Linked DNA regions of Mus musculus: region 1 is linked to region 2. The links are chromatin contacts, called in public Hi-C maps. All regions are on one chromosome and are shown on one strand. Each heading gives the region's core, a stretch centred on a gene start, on an enhancer-like site or on the middle of the called end of the contact. The rest is flanking DNA. Distances are from core to core; before and after follow the strand shown.

The links. A called contact is a pair of places that touch in the nucleus more often than the background predicts.
Region 1: a contact with region 2 is called in a Hi-C map of the N1E-115 cell line, with 5 times the contacts expected there. The contact joins two enhancer-like sites. A contact is called at or near these places in 2 of 484 Hi-C or Micro-C datasets (the G1E-ER4 cell line and the N1E-115 cell line).

What each region holds. Positions count from the first base shown.
Region 1 is chr3:123,149,242-123,154,510 of GRCm38.p6, reverse strand. The region is part of intron 1 of Synpo2 (synaptopodin 2); the gene reads left to right. Among named protein-coding and RNA genes, the nearest start is that of Synpo2, 84 kb to the left of the region's middle. Within about 2 kb of position 2,675, at least 13 of the 459 cell types and tissues checked have an H3K27ac peak or open chromatin away from gene starts, as enhancers often do. A contact at or near this core is called in the N1E-115 cell line, where this site is marked.
Region 2 is chr3:122,297,691-122,302,939 of GRCm38.p6, reverse strand. It overlaps Gm40190. Among named protein-coding and RNA genes, the nearest start is that of Mir760, 6.6 kb to the right of the region's middle. Within about 2 kb of position 1,454, at least 103 of the 459 cell types and tissues checked have an H3K27ac peak or open chromatin away from gene starts, as enhancers often do. A contact at or near this core is called in the N1E-115 cell line, where this site is marked.

The sequences.
Region 1 (5,269 bases), core at 1,426-3,925, 850 kb before region 2:
GAGAATCGCATCTTCCCTTTGTTTCCTGGCCTTGGCCCCTGATGAGGCTATGCATCTTAGCCGCCTTTTGAAGTTGTAAATATAGCTGTTCTTTACCAGACCTGGTTTATACTCTGTCCTACTTTGTTCTCTGTTTCTGCTGTAAATACCGTGACTGTCCTAGGGGGGAAAGGTGAAGCAATACTCAGTGCTGGAGCTCGGCGCCTAAGCCATGGGAGAAGGTTGCTTCCTTGTTTCTCCCAAGGCTTATATCCAGCTACCTTTCTTACGTGCCCAGGGATGCTACCAGGCATCGTGGGCTGGGCCCTTATGTCAATTAGCAGTCAAGAAAATGCACCATAGGCATGTACACAGACCAGTTTGATAGAGGCAGTTCTTCATTTGACAGTTTGCCCAGACACACACTCCTCTGGTGTGTGTCTAGGCAACTTGACAATAAAACTAAACTGCCACATGCCCCTTAACTTGAACTATTTCATATGGTGAAATCTTGTTAAGTGGTTTCTGAGTATCATAAATCTTTATGATATCAAGAAATCTAAGCTTAGAACTGGGTGGGTACAAGCGAGGTGATGCTTGCTCTCGGTGTTGCTCATCATGGTCATTAAGAAGCACAAAGCTTGGTGAGCCCTCTGTACCAGTGCTGAGGACCACTGGCTCTTGCTACAGAACCATGCAGAGAGCTTTTCATGATGCATAGCCCTGGGCTTAAGCTGAGTTCTACTGATTCGGAATCTCCAGGGAATAATCTAGCCTGGTGAAGCTGACGCAAATATCCCAAAGTAATTGTTTGTTCACTGGAGTTTGATAGCCTCTAGTCTGATGAGCTCCTTCAAGCTAGGAGTTGAGGAGAGGCAGAGAACCCCCGAGGACTCTCAGCCTGATGTCTGCTCCGTGTTCTTTGGCTTTTGCTTGTCCTTTGCCCCTGATGCCCAGCTTTGTCCCCGTGCCTGGCATGCCTCATCCTCCTGGCAGTGGTTGTCCTGTCTCCCCTTTCAGGACATTGGCAGCTGAGTTGTCAGACTCTGACGCCCTACAGAGGCTGGCACTACCCAGCCACCCCGTAGATTGCAGAGAGCGCCTCAGACTTCTACAATAACCTCATCCTCTTTTAGTCTCTCCTTCTTCCCGGTAACTGCTGCAGACAAGTGATTATCCTCTGTGCCGTAGACAGAGGGGATCCTGTAGCAGGGAAATGTTGAGACTTGCATAAGCCACTGACATATTAATAGAGTTAATTTCAAAAGCCCTATCATCCAAGTTGGCGCTCCCAGGGGCCATTATGTCAATCAGCAAGTCAATCAATTAATCATCAAGAATTTACTGGATGCCAGTTAGACATCCAGAGGAGTCTTGTTTATCATCTGCTAGCTGCACTGGGCCCTGTGCAGGGCTGGGTTCTGTGTCCTTACATTATCCCTGATCTAGGATCTAATTCTGTATCATGCCGTCCATAGCTGGCCGCCCTCATGGTCATCCCAGGTTGCTGAGCTATATTTTACACGAACATCATTGTTTACTGCATAATTCTGTTGCCCGTAATAATGTGAAGAGAAGGGGGAGGTCAGCTGTTTAATCCTCCAAAGTGACTGGCCATGCAGCAGTCACTGACTCTACTAGATTCTCCTCGGACTGTTCATTAAATTAAAATTAGAAAGTCTAGAATGGTAAGAGAGATGGCTGAACATTTAAGAGCGCTGGCTGCTCTTGCGGAGGACCCGGGTTCAGTTCCCAGCATTCACCTGACTGCTCACAACCATCTGTCCACATTTCCAGCTCCAGGGGACCTGATGCCATCTTCCAGCCTCCACAGGCACCAGGCACATACATGGTGCACAAACAAACATGTGAGCAAAACATTTATAACACATCAAATAAATAAATCATCTTTATAATTAGAAATTCTACAGATGAGTATGTAACTTTATGAAGAAAGCTTCCTTCTTCCTACAATTCCATGTACACCCAAAGCCCCAGTTTTTATCCCAGAAGACATTTGGTTTTTAGAGTTTGGAGCCCCTTTACAGATTAGGATTAGTATTTAAATTGGGTACATCCAACCTGCAGCCCATGGGCAATATGCATCCCGTGGTAGCTACGCATGTGGCCCAACACATTTTGACCACAAAGTCAAAAGGTTGAATATTCCTGAACACCCCCAAATCCATGCCTTTCTGAAATCAGTCAGCTACCTGACACCTGCACACAGAATATATTTCCAATCTGTGCATCTTTCCCCTTAGTCTCCAACATTACATAGTGAAGTGTGATAGAAAACATACAACTTAGAAAGCCGCTTAAGACTTCTATCTGTTTATTTTTTATGGGTCAAGGTACATAAAGCAAAAATGGTCTCTTAAAATGTCAACTCAAATTAGAATTTCTGTGCCAAGAATGCCGTGTGCCTGTCCTTCTAGGGCACCCTGAGTACTCTGAACATTGAAGATTGCCAACAAGGGCTAGGCACCTCGACAACCCAGATAAGGTATGAATAGTTTAGACTGCCTCATTTCTGAGAGTTCATGAATCTTAAAAGTAGCCCCCCAAAACTTGACCCCACCATTGGCTGCACACTGATGGTACCCAAACTTTCTATGTGAAATGTCACTGGCTCCTTCCAAGTCTGAGACATGGTAACCACCATATGTGGTTATTTCTAATAATAGCAATGGTCTATGGTTTCATGTCTGACAGCTTCTGGGGTGCCTTTAGTATTGACTCATGCCACCTTGTATTGTGCAGAGCACAGTTCTCTGAGGAGACTTGGCACCCAGTTTTGCCCGCTTTTCTCTCCAGACTCCATTTCTAGCTGGTGGTGTACAAGGGCGTTCCTCTCCACCTTACCTCGACATTGAACAAACGCTCAGGCTGTGTGGGAGGAGCCAGAGAAAACCTTTTTTTTTCCATTTGATAATTGTATTGCTCTCTCTCAGCTTCCAAGAGCTCCCCCTACCAACACCTCTGAAAGGCCAGGAAGCAGCAGTGGATTGCTACTGTCCGTTTCTGGGTATTGCAAATGGGTCTCAGGTTCCACTCATAAAGTGAGAGCAACTTCGCTGAGTTATGCCAAGCCGAAGTCATTCGGATTTCTCAGCATCTGTGTGGCTGCTTCATGTGAAAATGCAAACAAATATAATCTCTAATGAGTTACTTGGATATTTATTGGAAGAAGTTTAAGAAGTTTAAATCGTGTTCGTGGGACAAATTAATATCTGTAGAATAAAAGATAATCTATGATTTTCTTCTAGGAGCAGGATAAAGTTTATTTTCTTTCATGGCATAGAATAGAATGTCCAAATAATGCCAGGTAGAACTTGCTTTTTATTTTTTAGAATTTTGCTTTGGTGAGAACCAGGCATACTGCTTTTAACTCTTCTTATTTCACTTGTTAAAATGGACAGGATCCAGGTCCATCCGATCTTTCTTCCTTCATTCATTTATTTATTCTTCCTGTGGGGTGTGTGTGTATGTGTGTGTGTGTGTATGTGTCTGTCTGTCTGTCTGTCTGTCTGTGTGTGTGTCTGTGTGTGTATGTATGTATGTACACCTTTCAAGAATCAGTTCTCTCTTCCTCTTGTTGCTGCATTACACAATAGCCTAGCTGGCTTGTGAGCTTCTGGTCACTTTTCCTGTCTCTAACTCCCACCCCAAACTAGGAATTCTGGGACTGAGTAAGTGTGTCACGACATCTGGCTTTTTATGTGAAATCTGGAGATTAAATTAGGTCGTCAGGTTCGGAGCCAAGCAAGGGCTTTTACCATCTGAGCCACTTGCCAGTCCGAGATCCATTTCCTTATTTAGCAGTGACTCACTTGAAGAGAAGAGGGTTTCTAAGACTATTTAGTTAGATTGCCATCTAAGCAGACACAGTCAGTGTGCGTGGAGACAGCGCATGTGGCCTCTCTCATCTCCCAACCTGGGCATGAGCTAGTGATAATACTCATCAAAACTTTTGATAAGATCGAAGTACTGTGGAGACCCAGGCAATATGCATGACCACTATGTGTGGGCTTTTTATTTGACTTCTGCGTTTTCCATAGCATGAAAGCTGCATATTATTATCCTAACTTTGGAAAAAAGGATAAAATTCAGAAAAGTTATGTAACATATGAAGTATTTAGCTCAGTACCTAACTGTTTTCCAGTAACTATTCATGAAAAACTCACATTTGCTTCCCTAAGGGAAACACAGTTGTTACTAAATGAGAGAATTTGAGTTCAAAATTAAATACCATAGAATGATTTCGGTAACAGATGGCCTCAGTTTTTACATGAAATTTATTTGAATTGTGTTTATTCAAGAAGCTGTGGCAGTCATTGTATAAGCTATATTTGCCAATTTTGCTAAAATTGCAAAATTGCTAAAAATGTGGGTTTTTTTTTTTTACGTTTAGTTGTAGGTTCTTTTCCTTTAGGTTTCCACATTGTACAGATTTTAAGTCCCTGGACTAAGAGTTCACTTTGTTTGCTCCGTGGTTGAAAAGGCGTTAACAGCAAGGGAAGTGAATTTGAAGCGAAGCAGCCCTGCCTCCTCAGAAAGAACAGAACACTTCCCTAAAAGCAGAGGCTCCCAGCATGGCCTTCTACAGCATGAGTAAAACCCGAGTCTAAACATGGGGTTTTCCCTGGGCTGCACATTCCCTGGGCTGCACATTTGGATCCTGGTTTACTTTAGACTGACATTTGGGAATTTGCATCTAGTCATCTAGAGTAGTTGTATGAAACTCCAAGGATGCTTTCCTTACCACCACATATAAGTAAGTGAAGAAAGGCACCCGGAAGAACTTAAACGCTCATATTAGAATCGGTAAGTGGCCATTCTTCCATTTATGGAAAAGGCAGGGCTTCTGTTTAGACAGTGATGAAGAGTTTCAAGTGCAGGCTTTCTGAGTGCCCTCTCTCCCAGAGTATAGTGCTTAGAATTATAGGAGCCTCCCATTGGCCCTGCCCAAGCATCATCCGCACCCCACCCCCACCCCCAGCATCTCTGTACCAATCTGTTTCTAGGAGGGCCATCATATACTTCTTCCTCCTCCCATCAGAGTCATCCAGTCACTTGGTGACTGAAGTTCTCTCATTTAGTAACAGCTCTCTTGCCCTTGTGAAAACAAATGTTAATTTTAGCGAATAGTGATTAAAAAAAATGTCATTAAGTCCTGAATGGCTTCACTCCACCATTGAGAGGAGGCTCAATTTGATGAAAAATTTCTCAGAAAAGCATTCCATTCATGTTTATGATGAACACTAGCAGGTCGGTAACTTGGCTTCCT
Region 2 (5,249 bases), core at 205-2,704:
AGTAAATACATACATACATACATACATACATACATACATACATACACCAGAGAGGTCAAGGATTTTGTCTTGTCTGCTCTATTTCTAGTAAACATGCAGGAAATGTTTGTTGAATGAACAAATACACCGTGCACCATCACTCCAGGTTTAGCCCAAGCACCCTACAAATCTTTACCCTCCCTCCTATATTTCAGCAGTGGTGACCTTGCCCTAGCCTTGTGGACTGTTTAGGGCACAGCCGGGACTCCCAAAGAACAAGCTCTGCAGATGGAGACTGTCTCTCCTGCCCTCCGCTAAGCTCCCTCTTGATGACATCTCTGAGGTGCCCTGTGACCCTCCTTCCCAAGCTCTTGATCTCTCACTTAACACTACATACATACATACATACATCATGCATGCATACATACATACATACATATATCATGCATGCATACATATATACATACATATATCATGCATGCACACATACATACATACATCATGCATGCATATATACATACATATATACATACATAATATATGCATGTATACATATATACATTCGTACATTCATGCATATATAATACATTCATACATACATACATACATATGTCACCCTCTCTCCCTTTATTCTCCCACATCCTCCTGGCACAGGCCCTCCTTTCTTCCAGATCTTCCCCACCTACACTGCTTCCTGGCTGTATTCCTCCCAGGCCTCTGTCACACTAGCCTCATTGTCTTCAGTCCTCACTTCTCAAATGACCCCACACCCATGTGTCCTCTGAAGCCCAAAGCATTTCCCAGGGTCCCTCCTCCTCCTGTTTTCTTCTGTTTCATCCAAAAAAAAAAAATGCACCCACTCCAGATTCAAACGTGTTTTCCCTGGCACTTTGTTCTGTGTGCCCAGGTAGCCTGGGGGGCATCCTCTTTCCACAGAAGAATTACCCAAAGCAACCCTCTATGCAAGGGCAGCTCTGTGAGCTTAACTGTGGGCTGCACACCCGGGTTTGCTTCAAGGTATTATCTTCATCTACTCCCTCCAGTCCATCAGAGCTCACAAACACCAAGATCCCTCTGGGGTCTAGCTAGCTCCTGCATGGAGTCTCTGGGAGATATGAATGTATGACATTGTTTCCATACACAATTGTTCCCCCACCAACCTCAGGACTACAGTTTCCCTTCCAGGGTTGTCATCCTTCGGTGAGCAACCTTAGCCAGTGACCCTGGCACCGGAGTCAGCCTGCAGTGCTTCGCTATGCCAGTCTGGCCCTGAGAATGTGGCCTATCCTACCATGCTTTGTTCCCAGGAACTACAGGGCTGCAGCTTCCCTTTGCAAAATCTCTCTCCTTCCTGCCAGAGCGGGTGAGCCCTGGAGGCTCCTCCCTGCCAGAGCAAAGCAGAACAGTTAACCATCAGGCCTTGTCTGGGGGGTACAGCTGAGTGGCAGAAAGCTTGCTGAGCAAGCGCAAAGCCCTGGTCTGACGTCAGCACTTCTCGTGTAAGAAGATGACACATCAAGTCTCTGCAGAGAGAAAACCAGGGCTCCCCCTGGCACATTTCTGGCATGAAAGTGAAAAGTTTGCAAGGTTCTGCTCCTCTGGCTCTGCATTCTCTGCCTAGCCCTCACCTTGAGAGTCAAGATGCCCCTTTCTTGGGCCTGAGCCCTGCCTTGGGCCCTTCTCCATGCCCAAACCCTTGGAGGCACTACCGCCCTGCTGACACTTTGTCAAACAGTTTCAGGCAGTGGGAGCAGGAGGTGGGAGTCATCTGACAGGCTTCCCTCGGGGCATGGCCTTGTTCTACCTTTCTGCTCAGCTAACCTGGCCTGTCTGTATCTGTGCCTATTTTGGGAACTAACAAGAGCCTCCTTTCTGCCCTTGGTGACCCACATGCTAGACCTGATCTGCTTCTCTGGCCACTGTTATAGTGGTAGTGATAATGGAGACAGGGATGAACAGAGAGACCAATTCCAGCTTAGGGCTCTATTCATCTTTTAAAAGAGAGTAAGAAGAAAACACTCTTTGCAACTGGTGAGATGTAGAAGAAGCCCAAGAAAGGGAAGTGAGTTTGGTAAAGGATGAAGGGAGGGGATGGAGGGAGGGCAAGAGAGAAAAGGAGAGAGGTGGGGATGAAGTCTCCTCTTTATAGAATGTCCTGTCTCCTTAAGGACTCTAAAGCCGAAGATTCTGGAAGTGTCTCATGAAAGGTATCCAGGGTAGGGGGTGACTGAGTATTGGAACGGGAAGAGAGGAAAGGACTAGCCAGTGCCCTGGGGCTGCCAAGTCCTGCTGCTCCTGGGTGCCTGTCTCACCCTTGCTAACAGAGCTCCCCAGGCCTCTGACCATTGCCCCCACTTTGACTGTTCTGCCTCGGCTGCTCTTTCTTCTTCTCTATACTTTGCTTTTTCCTATCCTGCCTTGATACCAGCGTGAATTTCTCCTGAGAGCTCCTGCCACCGTCCTTTCCCCAGCCGGGTGGCCAGGCCCCTTCCTCACAGGTGTATTCCACTACACACTTCTCTCCCCACAGTATTTCCACCCACATAGCCACCCAATCCTTCACTTATCATGTATCTGCTTGTGCGGGGGGCTGGGTGCTGATCTGAAAGTGAACGAGACGCTTGGATTCTCACGGTGTTGGGTAGTATACAGTCCAGTGGGGGAGAAAGACACTCACAAAGGACAAAGACCCTCAAGGCAGTAGGTATTTGGAGAAATCAAGATGCTATTATACAAATGCACAAGAAAGGGTGGGCACGTGGGACTGGAGACTGGAAGAAGTTTGGGACCCTCTCTCTCAGGAAGGAATGTTGAAGCTGAAGAGTAAAACAAGAGGCAACTAAGACCAGAAAGACAGGTAGGAGTGGTGGTATGTGCACATGAGTGTGTGTGTGTGTGTGTGTGTGTGTGTGTGTGTACATATTCGAATATGTGTATGTCTGCATGAGCATGCTTGATTGTGTGCATTCATGCTTATGTGTGTGTATGCTTGCACTTGTATGCACATGAGTATATGCATAAATATGCTTTGGGAGAGAAGCCAGTAGTCCCTGTTCAGGGTGGACATGTATGTGCCCAAAACCCCTGTAGGGAAAGAGACAGGAGAAACAAAGTGTGGCAGAGCAATGTCCCCAGTGAGAGAACGTGAACCAGAAGAGCGGGGAAGGAAGAGATTATGGGAACCAGGGAGGTCATGGCTGGGGTCAGCTCCAGAAAGATGGGCAACGCTTTATTCTTATACTGAACCCCACAAAATACCCAGCCTAAACAGGCACCTAGGGGTTATTTACTGAACAGGTAAAGAAGTAAAAACAGTTTAATAGAGAAAAATGTAAATAGGGTAAGGGGGTCTGATGAGTGGGATGAAATCACCGCTCCAAGTCACCAAGGTAGTTGTGCCACCCGAGAGCCATGCCACCCTTTACCTGGCAGCCAGGAGGTGCCATGTCTGTCTGCTTATCACAGGGACAGGTGTGCAATGAGGCATGTATGGCATGATTTGACTCGGTCATATTTACTAGGATAATTGTGTCTTTTATCTAAAGCAGGCCTCTCTGGAGGGGCGAGGAACCGATACCTCCTTCCAACCAGGTCCCCAGCCTCAGTGAACCCCAGATAATTACTATCCCGGAAAACCTAGAGAGGTACCCTGAGCCAGAACCCCTCAGCTGAGCAACAGAGATGATAGGATTTTATTGTTTTAAGCTGCCAAAGCCTGGAATAATGTGTGAATCAACAACAAATCACTATTATCAGACCTTGCAGGCATGTGAGTGTCAGCATCCCAGCTCCTCCTGACAACACCGAGAAACAGAAATGATTCTCTGTACCCAAGCAGGGTAACAGACGTCTGTAACCCCAGTATTTGAGAAGCTGAGACAGGAGCATAAAAAGCTCAAACCCAGTTTGGGCTATGTGGGGAAATCCGGGCCAGCCTTTACTACAGAGAAATCCTATCCCAAACAACCAGGGACAGGCAGGACGGCAGTGGACACAGGTGCGTGCTGAGCAAGCCTAATGAACTCAGTTTGATCCCCAGTGGGAGGGAGGGAGAATGAATGGAGTTTCTTCTCTCTCTTAAGTTGTGAAAAGAATTAATTTCTCAGTGTCATACGGCTGCCTCCAAACTCACCCACCCCATCATTCTGCCCCCTGATCCCCGCCCTCAGCCAGGCATGTCTGAGACATTCTCTTCCTCTTTTTTCACTCTTCAGAGACCAGCCAGGCTACCTCAACAGTAGTTGGTCTTAAATTTAATAATAAGGTTATGTGATCACAGGGTGGGGAATGGATGAGGTTTCGAAAACTACCCCTGCCTGCAAAAACCCAGTTCCTACATAACTTGCTAGGGCTTGGCGGAGACAAGGTAAAGCAGATGCCATTTGAAAGCTCTGGCACGTGGGGGCTGAGGGTGTAGCTTAGTTGGTAGAATGCTTGCCTAGCATGCACACAGCAATGGGTTCATCCTCACCACTACGTACCAGTGGGCTTGGTGGTGCAAGTGCAGGCCTGTAATACTAGCACTTGGAAGGTGGAGGCAGGAGGATCAAAAGTTCAAGATCATCGTGGGCTACACAGCCAGGTTAAGCCAGCACAGGGAACTGGTTCAAAAACAGACCAAGAAAAGATTCTTACAACGCAGTAGCAAATGAAGGAATTTTAAAAGTGATGTTATTTCTAGTTAGATTATGAAACCTAGCCAGGTGGTGGTGGGTGTGGTGCGTGCCTTTAATCCCTGCACTTGGGAGGAAGACATAGGTGCATCTCCGGGTTCAAGGTCAGCAAGGTCTACAGAGTGAAGAGGAGAGGGGAGGGGAGGGGAGGGGAGGGGAGGGGAGGGGAGGGGAGGGGAGGGGAGAGGAGAAGAGAAGAGAAGAGAAGAGAAGAGAAGAGAAGAGAAGAGAAGAGAAGAGAAGAGAAGAGAAGAGAAGAAAAAAGGAAAAGAAAGCAATGTGTTGACAAAAATTAAGACAAGGGCTTGCTGGGGTCAACTGTGGGGGTCCGCTGGGGTCATCTGTGGGGCTCTATGATAGAAATGTGGTAGGAAGAAACAGCTGAAGCCCCCAAAGAACAGACACTGTGGCTCTAGGATCTTCTTTAACCATCATCTCCAGGGCTGGGGTATGGTCATAACCTAGCTGAAGCTCCATGCTCAGTCTTGCCTGGATCATCCTGGCGCTGCTCTAAATCCTCTGTATCAGTACACTAACAATGTGCTGATAGGCTGAGATGAACATCATTAGTGATATGACTTCTCCTTCCTCAGCCTA